Linked DNA regions of Ovis aries: region 2 is linked to region 1. A link is a contact called in public Hi-C data. All regions are on one chromosome and are shown on one strand. The core of a region is the stretch at or near the end of the contact, and the rest is flanking DNA. Distances in the headings are between cores, read along the strand shown.

What was found. A called contact is a pair of places that touch in the nucleus more often than the background predicts.
Region 2: a Hi-C map of tail adipose tissue shows a contact between it and region 1, with 2.4 times the contacts expected there. The contact joins the enhancer-like site here to the promoter of LOC114114032 in region 1. A contact is called at or near these places in 5 of 16 Hi-C or Micro-C datasets (blood, liver and tail adipose tissue).

The regions. Positions count from the first base shown.
Region 1 is chr3:180,447,796-180,454,408 of ARS-UI_Ramb_v3.0, reverse strand. LOC114114032 reads right to left here and starts at 5,276. Exons shown (of 4, transcript XM_042247375.1): 1 at 5,036-5,276; 2 at 4,299-4,684; 3 at 3,108-3,181. The coding sequence starts at 5,276. MYH9 (myosin heavy chain 9) reads left to right here and starts at 4,985. Exons shown (of 41, transcript XM_027967749.3): 1 at 4,985-5,147.
Region 2 is chr3:180,514,862-180,521,768 of ARS-UI_Ramb_v3.0, reverse strand. It overlaps the pseudogene LOC114113655. Among named protein-coding and RNA genes, the nearest start is that of TXN2, 22 kb to the left of the region's middle. Within about 2 kb of position 2,283, at least 13 of the 54 cell types and tissues checked have an H3K27ac peak or open chromatin away from gene starts, as enhancers often do. A contact at or near this core is called in liver and tail adipose tissue, where this site is marked.

The DNA of each region.
Region 1 (6,613 bases), core at 4,027-6,526:
CTACTGCATGAATATTCTCAGTTTATCCATTGTACTGTTGGTAGGCTTTTCTCTTCCTTGTTCTTGGCCATGTTAAGCTGCTATGAACATTTCTGTACATGTCTTTGTCAGGTGTGAGCACTCACTTCTGTTGGGTATGTAGTTAAGAGTGGAACTGTGGATCACAGGTTATATAAGTATGGTGTGTTAGTCGCTCAGTCGGGTCCGACTTTTTGTGATCCCGTAGAGTGTAGCCCACAAGGTTCCTCTGTCCATGGAATTCTCCAGGAAAGAATACTGGAATGGGTTGCCATCCCCTTCTCCAGGGGGATCTTTCCAACTCAGGAAAGATCTTACCTGAGCCACCAGGTAAACCCCTATACAAGTATATTCAATGTTAGAACATAGAGCCAAACACTTTCCCAAAGTGGTTATAGAAACTTACATTCCCATCAGCAATTTATGAGAGATTGAGGAAGTCCCATCTTCGCTAACACATGTTATGTTAATTTCAGCCATTCTAGCTGGAGTGGTGCTAACTCATTGTGGTTTCAACTTGTATTTTGTGATAACTAATGAGGGTTAGCACCTTTTCAATTTGCTTCCTGGCTAGTTATCCTTTCTTATGTAGTACTCATTCAAGTCTGCCCATTAAAACAGAAAAAAAAAGTTGGGTTGTTTGTCTTTCCCTTAACATAGATGTTCTTGATAAATTCTGGATAACACCCTTGCTTTGTATATATGTATTATAAATATTTTCTCCCAGTCTATGGTCTGATTTTTCACTCTCTTAAATGCATCTTTTAATGGATGAAAGTTCTTTATTTTAACGAAGTTGAATTTAACAATCTTTTCCTATCATTTATACTTTTTGTGTCTTAAAATTTTTTTGGCCTAATTCAAAGTCATGAAGAACTTTCTTTTAGAAGTTTCACATTTAATTTTTTACATTTAGGTCTCAGATTCATCCTAAGCTATTCCTCTCAATGGTATAAGAGAAGGAGAAAAAAAAAAATCTATTTCAATGTGTAGATAGGCAGTTGATCTAGCACCATTTATTAAAAAGATCATCTCTGGGACTGCCCTGGTGGTCCAGTGGTTGAAACTCTGTGCTTCCAATCCTGAGGGTGTGGGTTCTATTTCTGGTTGAAGAACTAAAATTCCACATGCTGTGTAAGGTGGCAAAAAAAAAAAAGAATAAATAAAATGAAAAAAAAAAGACCATCTTTCCCCCTTATTTACAGTGGCACCTTTGTAATAAATCAGATGACCATATACATGTTGATCTGTCAATTTTGTTTTAAATATGTATGTGTAGAGATTTGAAAGGGCTTCCCTGGTGGCTCAGATGGTAAAGCGTCTGCCTGCAATGTGGGAGACCTGGGTTCAATTCCTGGGTTGGGAAGATCCCCTGGAGAAAGAAATGGCAATCCACTCCAGCACTCTTGCCTGGAAAATCCCATGGACGGAGGAGCCTGATAGGCTACAGTCCATGGGGTGGCAAAGAGTCAGACACGACTAAGCAACTTCAGACTTCAGTCTGAGAAAGATTTGAAGGAAATAACATTTGTTAATAGGTGCTATAGTGAGTTGGTAAGGTTGTAGATATTTTTGATTTATTTTTTAGTATTTTCTCTACCAACCATGGGCTGGCTTCCTGGGTGATGCTGGTGGTAATGAACCTGCCTGTCATTGCAGGAGATGTAAGAGACGTGGGTTCAATCCCTGGGTTGGGAAGATCCCCTGGAGGAGGAAATGGCAATCCACTCCAGTATTCTTGTCTGGGAAATCCCATGGACAGAGAAGCCTGGCAGGTTACAGTCCGTACATAGGGTTGCAAAGAGTTGGACACAACTGAAGCAACTTAGCACTCATGTATACCAACCATAATACTATTTTAATACTCAGACAAAATAGATAAAATATTTTTCTAAAATACCACCAGGGTGTAGGTTCTAGGAGACAGAGGAAGGGTTAGGTCGGACAGTAAGCAGGAGGGTTTCCTGAAGTAGGAAGGTATCCAGGCTAGTAGATGATGAGGAGAGAATAAAATATTTTTCTAAAATACCACCAGGGTGTAGGTTCTAGGAGACAGAGGAAGGGTTAGGTCGGACAGTAAGCAGGAGGGTTTCCTGAAGTAGGAAGGTATCCAGGCTAGTAGATGATGAGGAGAGAATTCAGAGCTCAGCTGACAGGCCTTCCATCTTCTTAGGGACCTCAGTTTTCTGGAGAAGGTGGTGTAGGAGGTTGAAGGTGAGGAAAATAGATACGATCATCATTGATAATGCTCTGTTGTTAAGTACACACTGCTTGCTGCTGCTGCTAAGTCACTTCAGTCGTGTCCAACTCTGTGTCCGACCCCATAGACAGAAGCCCACCAGGCTCCCCCGTCCCTGGGATTCTCCAGGCGAGAACACTAGAGTGGGTTGCCATTTCCTTCTCCAATGCATGAAAGTGAAAAGTGAAAGGGAAGTTGTCGCTCAGTCATGTTTGACTCTTAGCGACTCCATGGACTACAGCCTACCAGGCTCCTCTATCCATGGGATTTTCCAGGCAAGAGTACACACTGCTTAGCAGTTTATAAAACACTTACAGGCCCACTTCTCCTGTGTTCTCCCCAACAGTCCTGCAGGCAAGGCCCTGTGATTGCACTCATTTTATGGATAAGGAAATGGATGCTCTCTGAGTCTTGTTCAAGCATCCACTTAAGACCATGTTATGTCAAGCCTTGTGTCAGTTCTGGGTCCACAGAGACATTTAGGGCATATTTCCTATCCGCTCTCAGGCAGCTCCTAGCTCAGGCAGAGGAAACAGTAAGTATATGGACAATTAAAAGCTAATGTATTAGTGCTCAACAGAATATTACTCAGCTGCAAAAAGGAATGCATTTGAGTCAGTTCTAATGAGGTGGATAAACCCCTAGTCTATTATACAGAGTGAAGTCAGTCAGAAAGAGAAAGACAAATACTGTACATTAACACGTATATATGGAATCTAAAGATGGTACTGACGATCCTGTGTACAGGGCAGCAAAGGAGACACAGGTGTAAAGAACAGACTTTTGGACTCAGTGGGAGAAACAGAGGGTGGGATGACTTGAGAGAACAGCATTGAAACGTATACATTACCTTATGTAGAATAGATAACCAGTGTGAGTTTGATGCTTGAAACGGGGCACCCAAAGCCGGTGCTCTGGAACAACCTAGAGGGATAGAGTAGAGAGAGAGGTGGGAGGGGGTTTCAGGATGGAGGGGACACATGTATGCCTATGACGAATTCATACTGATGTATGGCAAAAACCATCACAATATTGTAAAGTAATCCAATTAAAATAAATAAAGTAAAAAATATTTTTAAAAATCTAGTGTGTTAGTGCTATGAGAGATAAATGCAAGATGATGTTGGGGTGAGTCTCTCCCAGTTTTAGAAAAATTATGCAAGTTATATATGCTGCAAAGAAGAACTATTAAACTCATCTTGGTGTGCTTTTCCAATTATTACTTTATGATTAATTATCAGAAAAATTGATCAACTTACTTTCTCACCTGTAATCTCTAAATCTGGCTGACGGTGGACATTTTTTATTCTTTTTAAAAAAACTTCATAGGTGAAAAATGGCATTCCATGAACATTTTTATTCCTTCTTTTTAAATAGACCGTTCCTTTTTGGACCATTTTTATTTTAAAGCATTTCGGGTTTACCTTATGGGTGCATATTGTTGATATTCACATATTGTTGGTGATTCTTTGTCACAGAGTTGCAAAACCTTTTTTCCGGTTTGTCTTGCCTATGGATCATACTTTTTTTGAAGCTCATTTGGAAGCTAGTCATAGTAGGAATAACATTCCAAAAGGAAAGAGTAATAAGAAATTTTCCCTCTTAGATATAATATGTATTATAGAGCTACCATCCTTAAAGTGTTGTGGAACTGGCACAGGAACACACAGAAAGACGAATGGATACAACCCAGAAACAGATCCAAGAATATATGAGTTGGTAGGTGATGATGGTGTGTGGACAGCTGGCTATTACAAAAATTATATTCGATTTCTTTCCCACTCCAAAATTAAAATGAATTCCAGATGGATTAAAAATGTAACAAAATCTTTTTCTTTTAATGTAACAAAATCTTTTAAAAATTAAAAAAAAAATTCTGTAATCCTCTTTTTGTGGGCAGTAACACACACACACTGCGCTTTGCCAGCCTGAAGAACCCCAAGAAAACATTTTGGAAAAAATATCTGAAAGGAAATGTGCGAGTTAACCACGTGGAGGTAAAGAGAGGCTCGGAAGGGCACTCCAGGCTGAAGGAACCCACCGGAGCAGATGTCTGGAGGCTGAAAGACTGCAGCGTGCGCACTCCAAAGACAGGGTCGAAAATGGAACTCAGGGCGCCCACAACGGATCCGAGGCTTGAGTCCAGGTCCGCCCCCACAGGCCATCTGCATTGTAAAATAGCACTTTTCCCATATATGGTACTTAATATCTGTTCTGGTATCAACAGAATGACATGGGTCAGGGAAAACAGCTCGCGGGGCGGAGTGTCAGCAGCCCGGACTTTCTCAGTCGGCTCCCGCCGGGCCTCGCCCGGAATCAGGCAATGCACCAAAATCCCTGCCGGGATCCGCTGAGACTCTACTCCTCCTGGTTGGATTCTCTCTGTGTCAATCCTTCTCCTGGAACCTGGCGGTTCGTTGTGCCCGCCTTAGGGGGCGGGGCTCCCGCCTAGGAAGACCAGGGGAAGGTGGAGAGGGTGGAGATGGGGGCGGATGGGAGAACGTATTCCCACCCCTCTGGGCCTATAGGTTCCACCCACTGCCTTTCCACAGGTCAAGCTGTCTGTTCATCATGAGCAGCAGCTGGTTGGAGTGGGTGAGACAGCTCGGGGGCGGGCTCGTCCCTTCAGGCTCCGCCCCGCAACCGGCGCCGGGCTCGGAGTGGGCGCGCTTTGAGAGGGGCGGGGCGGCAGGGCGGCGAGGAGCAGCGCAGGGTGCGGTGAGGCGCGCAGATCCTAGCTGTTCCTGGGCAGGGCACTGAAGGCTGAGCGAGGCTGACCTGCTGCAGCTCCCGCCTCGCGCGCTCGCCCCACCCCGCCGTCGCCCGAAGCGCTCGAGGAAGCCCTCTCGGGAGAAGCAGCGCCTGTTCCCCGGGGCAGATCCAGGTTCAGGTGAGCGAGCCCCACCGGCGGGTCCCGCCCCGAGCGGGTGAGCGGGGGTGGCGGGGACCGGACGCGTGGAGTCTGGGCGAGCGGGCCGATGAGTGGTTCTCGGCCTCCGCGCGGCCGGCGAGCAGGCATGGGCTGGGGAGAGCGGGCTGGGCACCCTTCACAGAGGGGCCCCGGGACCCCCGCGTGGATGCTCGGTGAAGACGCCGACGGAAGCCAGACCGGGGAGCCGAGGAAGGCTTGGGGCCGGGCGCTTCCCGGAAACCCTCCGTACCCCCTCCCTGCCCTCCCGCCGGCGCACTCCGCAGCCCGGGCACCCGGGAGCCTCGACCTCCCCCTGCCGCCGGGGCACGCGCCCCGCCCTCGCCTCGCCCAGTGCCCAAGTTGGGCAAACTTTTTAACCCCTTCCGGGCAGCCTCTGTCCCTTGGACACAGCTGCTTGGGCGAGGTTCAGGTGGGGGGCTCGGGGCTGCGGCTCCTTGGGAAGTTTCCGGGCGTTTTCGAAACGGGGGTAGCGGGCAGGCGGGGACCGTTTGGTAGCTGTCAGGGCGTCCTCCCGAGTCAGAATCGGACAGTCCTGCAGCAGACATTGCTCTTGGCCCGGTTTCCGCCCTCGGCTCCAGACTTCCTCATTCGCCCGGGTGCGATCGGCTGGTCGGAGGAGGGGGACCGGGAGAGGTGCTGCCGGGTGCTTGGGAAAGGGGACCCGGTGGGGATCCCGGCTCGAGACAGGAAAGACTTCCCCCTCCCTCACAGATCCACATCCTTTGACTTTTGGCCTCTGCTTCCTGGGAGTGGAAGGCCCGGGAAGGCCCGCACCAATCTCCGCGACCCCGGCGCGCACCTGATTCCAGCGCACCTGCGGACCGCCCCAGCAGGGCGAGGGCGGGGAGAGCTGGGTTCTGCTCCTAGAGGATCCGGGCTGGGCTATTGCATCGTGCCCGTTTGGGCCAGATCCAGGGTTTTCTACTTACCCCGCTACCCCCCGCCCCCCGCCCCAAATGTCTTCTTTCAGGATCCTGATCTCCTGCTGTCCAGGGGCCACGCCCAGGGCAGGACTTCACCCCTCACCCCCCTGCGCCTACCCCCCGCCCCCCACCCGGGCCTGCACCCCCCCCCCCCCACCGCGCCCCCAAGAGCCCAGGTGTCTCAGAGACGGAGTATCTTCCTGGACTAGGTTGCAGATTGTCTTGAGGTGTGGGGGCAGGGTGAGCACCGGGGCTGCTATCTGCGGCCCCACCCAGCTGGTGTGGGGAAAAGGTTCCCGGGAAGTCCCAGGTCCTATGCACCGGCGGATCTCTCTCCGCTGGGCAGTTGAGAGACCCAGCCGCTTCTGGGTTCGCTGCACCCTTTCCTGGGCTTAACAGGATTGCAAAGTAACTGTTGAGTAACTGTTGAACTGGAAGAACCTTAGCGCCTTCCTGCAACACTGTGGCCATTTCTGAGTGCTGTCTGAACCTGTAACCTCA
Region 2 (6,907 bases), core at 1,034-3,533, 70 kb before region 1:
TCCTAGCTGCTGCTAGCTCAGCTCTTCCTTGAACTGACTTCCATGGGGCCAAGAACAGACGAGGACTCTGCCAGGATGACTGAGCTCAGGAATGACTGGAGCATGTAACCTACCAGGGGGTTGTTCCACGCCTCGCCTCCTGCCTGGTCTTGTCCTCAGCCTTATCCCAGCTCCCAGACCTCATTGCACCTTATGGCTCAGCTGGTAAAGAATCTGCCTGTAATGAGGGAGACCTGGGTTAGATCCCTGGATTGGGAAGATCGCCTGGAGAAGGGAAAGGCAACCCACTCCAGTATTCTTGCTTGGAGAATTCCATGGACAGAAGAGCCTGGTGGGCTATAGTCCATAGGGTTGCATGAGTCAGACATGACTGAAGCGACTTAGCATGCATGCATGCTCTCTCCTCACATAGAGGGCTTGGCTGAACCCCAACACCTCTGCCACTTCCCCTATGACTTTTGGCACCTCTCTGTGTCCCTGGGCCACCAAGTACTCCCCCTTTTGAGATGGATATATTAGGTACTCTCATGTTATTTCCTGCATTAATCATTTCCATCTCACAGGGAACCTAAAACCTATTGGTGTCACTTCAGGGGTAGGGGGACAAAGAGCTCCTTTATGTCAGCATGGAGGAGAACTCCATGAGAACAAAGTGGTAGAAAACCATGCTAAGTCACTTCAGTTGTGCCCGACTCAGCATCCCTGTGGACTGTAGCCCGCCAGGCTTCTCTGTCCATGGACTTCTCCAGGCAAGAATACTGGAGTAGGTTGCCATTCCCTCCTCCAGGGAATCTTCTCTACTCAGGGATCAAACCCACGTCTCTTAAGTCTCCCACATTGGCAGGCGGGGTCTTTAAAAGTGTAACTAAGAAGTGATTTTATCAGAATAGGATGCTTGTGAGATTTGCAAGTGGGCAGGTGAGAAATGCCACCCCCAGAGAACTTAGTGGGCTACAGTTATATAATCAAAGAAAAACTGGGGAGGAGGAGAAAATCTTCTTTCCCTTTTTTGAGTAGACATCACGTTTCCATCATCAGTTCCTCCTCCAGACTGAGCAGGGGAGTTTGGTCCCTGCATGATCAAGCTAGGTCCATAAACTGTTGATTTTTATGCATGTAGAGAGCACGTCCTAGGAATCATTAACTCACTGAGCTCACTGGGCAGGGTGTGGGTCTCCTGCCTCCATTGTTTTATTGTTCTGGGACACATCCCGTGCTTCTGTTGCATGCTTTTGTTGTTAAGCAAGCCTGCTTGATTTTGTGGTTAAGCAAACCTGCTTTCTTGAGTACTCATTAACTTACAGGGGTCTGTCATATTTTTCTATTTACAATTCCCTAGTGGGATTAACTATTTAATCACCCCCTTTGTTCTTTCATTTTGTCCCTATCAAACCTGTGATGCTGAAATAAAGGGAGGAAGCTACCAAAGCTGGACCAGGAGAGGGAGATGGAAACCAGAGAGGGTGTGGGCCTTGCCTGGGGTGAACCAGCAAGAGAAGAGAGTCCTGAGCTGGCTCTGAGTTCTCACTGCCAGTTATTTTTAAAAAGTTTTATTTATTTATCTGACTACGCTCGGTTCTTAGTTGCAGCATGTGGGATCTTAATTCTCTGAGCAGGAATCCAACCCAAGCCCCTGTATTGGAAGCACAGAGTCTTAACCACTGGGCCACCAGGGAAATCCCCCGACCAACCCACACTACCTGTTTTGAGGCTGCTCTTGACTGAGGTTGATAGGGAGATTGATGGGGAGAGAGTATTTCTATAACAGGGGAGAGAAGCAGGAACTAGTGCCCCTGGGGGTGCCTTCTCCATGTCCAGTCACCCCCTCCAAAAGGCCTTGCCTCCCATGCCCACATTTGTTTGAATTGCTGAGTACTACATGGCTGAGGGAAGGAGCGGGGCTTCATGGTGGCTGCAAGTGAGGGACTGGCTGCCTAGCGGGCCTGGTTGGTGTTCACTCAGCCCTTAGCTCTGACCACCCAGCCACAGCCAGGCCAACGTCAGGGCTGCAGCTCTCAGGCCCACAAGAGTGGGTGTCTCCTCAGTGAGGGGGAGGCACACAGGCTGTGTGGGGCCAGCCGAGGCCCTCCCTGTCCTGGCGCTGGCCTCAGGGCCTCTGGGGAACCAGCAGAGAACAGCTCCCCAGGACAGTGGCCCCAGAGGATGAGGCCAGCAGGGGCTGGGGCAGCCTGGGAAGATGAGTCTGTCTGCACATGAGGCCGGGGCCGTGCCCTCACTGTGTTCAGGAGGGCTTGGCCTCTGATGCCTCTTCTCTGGAGGCTGCATTTCCCAGAACCTCACTGGCCCTGAGTCATTGACCTTGGGGCAGGAAGGCCCTCGGAGAGACCAGCTCTCACTCCCTGGTTAATGGAGGAAACCAGGCCCAGTGAGGGGGAGGGGGAGGGGAGGAAGACGGGGTAGGAGCCAAAGGGCAGCTGGGGAGGGGCCAGGTCAGGAGGTGGCTCTTCAGAGACCCTTTTCCAGCTGGCCAGCCACCAGACCAATGCCACATGTCCACGCTCCATCTCCCCAGCAGCCTGAGAGCGCAGAGGGCGGGGCTGGCCGCCTTGTCTGGTCCCCAGAGTGGCCATGAGTCTGTCAAAGGTGAAGGCTCACACAAGTCTGTACATGCCCCAGCACTGTGCTCTGAGTCTGATTTTGGGGTAAGAAAAGTAAGAGGCCTAACCAGGTGGTTCAGTGGTAAAGACACCACCTGCTAACGCAGGAGACACAGGTTCGATCCCTGATCCGGGTGGATCCCACATGCTACAGAGCAGCTAAGCCTGTGTGCTCCAACTGTCAAGACTGCGCTTTAGAGCCTGGGAGCGGCAACTGCTGAAGCCTGTGGTCCCTAGAGCCCGTGTTCCACAACGAGAAAAACCACCGCGATGAGAAGCCCACACTGCAGCTAGAGAGCAGCCCCCTCTCAAAACTGGAGGAAAGCCCGCGCATGAATGAAGACCCAGCACAGCCAGAAATAAATAAAATTATTTAAAAGAAAGGAAGAGGGAGGGGGGTTCATGTTTGGGAACGCTTGTAAGAATTAAAGATTTTAAAATTTAAAAAATAAAAAACTAAAAAAAAAAAAAAGAAGAAAAAAAATATACCTTTTGCTATAGAAAAAAAAAATAAAATAAAATAAAAATAAAAGAAAGGAAGAGTAAGAGGGAGAATTATTATTTTTTTTTTTACCTGCCCAGACCCTCTGGACAGGAGGGCACTGTCTCCTCTTCAGGAAACTCATTAAAAAACTTGGGGACAATGACATGGGCCCAGGGGAGGGCAGTAGTGGGGGTCCTCAGAGACTAGGGTTTGGAACTTGATCTGGGGTGACCAACCATTCTAGTTTGCCTGAGACTTAAGGGTGCCCCTGGGACACAGGATTTTGCGAGCTAAAAGGGGATAAGTCTTAACGCTGCCACTCACTGTGTCACTTCACTTCTGCATGCCTCAGAGGTTCATTCACCTGGACCATGGGATCAGTAGCTCTCCTGGGGTGCCCTGAATCTTACGGTAAGTGTCGTGGAGGGAAAGTTAGAAGATAATATCTCCCAGCAACTACGTGCATGCAAAGTCACTTCAGATATGTCCGACTCTTTGCAACCCTGTGGCCTGTCAGGTTCCTCTGTCCATGGGATTCTCCAGGCAAGAATACTGGAGTGTGTTGCATGCCCTTCTCCAGGGGATCTTCCTGACCCAGGGATTGAACCTGCATTTCTTTCTTTCTTTCTTTTTTTTGAACCTGCATTTCTTATGTCTCCTGCATTGCAGGCTTTACCACTAGCACCACCTGGGGAGCCCTCTCCCAGCATAAGTGAAGTCTACTTTCTCATTGTGAGTGGTGGCCATCTGGTGAGGGACCACCTTCTCCCCTCCCTCCCCTACCTGAAATTCACTCACTCACCACCAAGCACAAAAAATCAGCAGCTACTCTGTGCCAGGCACAGAGTACCCGTGGGCAGAGAAGGAAAAGCCCAGGCCTCAGGGAACTCAGAGTGTGTGTATGGATATTTAGAACACAGTCAGGTGACTCTGGTTCCTCACACTGTCTTGATCATGGTACGGACATTAACTCACACATGATAACATAGTGAGGTGGGCATTATTTTATCTGCATTTTACAGCTGAAGAAATTGCAGCTCAGAAAGATTAAGCAATCAGCAGAGAAGTCACAGGAAGGACACTAAGAGGTAACTTTTTTTCAGGATGAGCATATGTCTGAATGTGTGCGAGGGAAAGGCTTTCTAGGAAGAAAGTGTGGGACACCGTTGATGCTTCTAGGGAAAAGCCCTGTGTGCTAAGCTTGAGAGGGCTGACACTGTAGGGATGAAGTATTTTTCATTTCTTTCTTCCTAGTTTGTTTGGCTAGCATATTGACAAAAGATAGCTTAACAGGAGAAAAACAAACAAAAGTTTAATAATATATGTACCTTCTGTGTATATGGGAGATTCCCATGAAACTGAGTAACTCTCAGAAACAGCCAAAAGCATCACCTTAAATATCATCTTCAGCTCAGGCAAAAGAAGATATTGCAGGAGAGGCTGGCTGGACACACTGACATTTGTCTCCAATGCCAGAGGCACAGGCCTGGAAGCAAATGTCCTGGTTCTACCACCGGTCACAGCTGTCTACATGCTGGAGCCCTGGAAGTGGTCTGTGTTCAATTCCATTCTGTGCTCATTGTGGGGATGGCTCTGCACACAGGATATGTAGTCATGCCTCGGCAAATCACGGCGATGCTGCACTGCTTAAAAACTGTTCAGTGACCAGGATGTAACTGAAATCAAGAGGTTCCTTAGGGAAGAGTCTCCATCTGAAGTTGGAATGAGACTTCATCAGATGTCATAAGAAACTCTACTAGACATCAACATAACTAATCCTATGAATATAAAGACCAACATTTATGAATAGAACAAGAAAACAATTCTTACTCATGTGTTGTCTTTTATTTTTAAAGCAAGCTCTTGTAGTTTTTGTCTATTTTAGTATTGCAGTCATTTGTACTTTGATATCAGTATTTTCTTAACCTTTGTGACTGTTTCAGTATTACTCAGTGGAAGCTTTTCTCAGTGTAACTTTGAGTACATTTTAAGTGCCTTCTGTTTCTAATACCGAAGTTTCGTTAGTCGGGCTTCATCATTCTTGCTATGATGTGGCATATACTTCTGCCTGGAGATATTTCTACTCTTGACCAAATTTTTGTAAGAAAAAATTCAAGATTTTGGGTAGGGGGCTGAGGAGGGAGAATATCTAATTGAGAACGATTTACAAAACATTTTTCTGTAAGTTTGAACTCAGGGGCACAGTTTTAGCTATCTGCACTCTACTTGTATCACCATTTGCTTTAAAATTATTAAAGTGTTTCTTAACAATGAAAAAAGAAAGATCTTGCTAAAGTGAAAATAAGGAACACTTCACCTTTTAAATATTTAATTCTTTGTGGACTCACTTCCAAAAAACTTTGGCGATGATTCTTACCACAAATGGAGGTTAAGAAGCATTATTAGAAAGTGCTTATATACTGTAGGTTTTAATAGAAGGTAAATCAGTTTCATCTCAGGGCCATTAGTAACAAAGCACTTCCTTAAATTTAATTTCATGCTGGTAATGGGTGCTACAAATGACCTGGTCTTCATGACACAGATCATCACAGTGGTGTGATCACTCACCTAGAGCCAGACATTCTGGAACGTGAAGTCAAGTGGGCCGTAGGAAGCATTACTATGAACAAAACTGGTGGAGGTGCTGGAATTCCAGATGAGCTATTTCAAATCCTAAAACATGATGCTGTGAAAGTGCTGCACTCCATATGTCAGCAAATTGGAAAACTCAGCCGTGACCACAGGCCTGGAAAGGGTCTGTTTTCCTTCCAATCCCAAAGAAAGGCAATACCAAAGAATGTTCAAACTACCATATAATTGTGCTCCTTTCACATGCTAGCAAAGTTATGCTCAAAATTCTTCAAGTTAGGCTTCAGGAGTATGTGAACCAAGAACTTCCAGATGTACAAGCTGGATTTAGAAAAGGCAGAGGAACCAGAGATCAAATCGCCCACATTCTTTGGATCATAGCAAAAGCAAGGAAATTCCAGAAAAAAAAGAAATTACTCTTGTTTCATTGACCATGCTAAAGCTTTTGACTGTGTGGATCACAACAAACTGGAAAATTCTTAGAAATGGAAATACCAAACAATCTTGTCTTTCTCCTGAGAAACATGTATGCAGGTCAAGAAGCAACAGTTAGAGTTGGACATGGAACAATGGAGTAGTTCAAAACTGGGAAAAGAGTACCTCAAGGCTGTATATTGTCACCCTGCTTATTTAACTTTTATGCAGAGTACATCATGAGAAATGCCAGGCTGGATAAATCACAAGCTAGAATCAAGATTGCCAGGAGAAATATAAACAACCTCAGATATGCAGATGATATCATTCTAATGGCAGAAAGTGAAGAGGAACTAAAAGCTTCTTGATGAGGGTGAAAGAGGAGAGTTAAAAAGCTGGTTTGAAAGTCAACATTCAAAAAACTAAGATCATGGCGTCTGGTCCCATCACTTCATGGCAAATGGAAGAGGAAAAAGTGGAAGCAGTGACAGATTTTATTTTCTTGGGCTCCAAAATCACTGCAGACAGTGACTGCAACCATGAAATGAAAGGATCCTTGTTCCTTGGAAGGAAAGCTATGACAAAGACCTAGACAGCATATTAAAAAAAAAAAAAAAAAAAAAACAGAGATATCACTTTGCTGACAAAGGTGCCTATAGTCAAGTTATGGTTTTTCCAGTAATCATGTATGGATGTGAGAGTTGGACCATAGAGAAAGCTGAGCACCAAGACTTGATGCTTTTGAATTGTGGTGCTAGAGAAGACTCTCGAGAGTTCCTTGGACTACAAGGAGATCAAACCG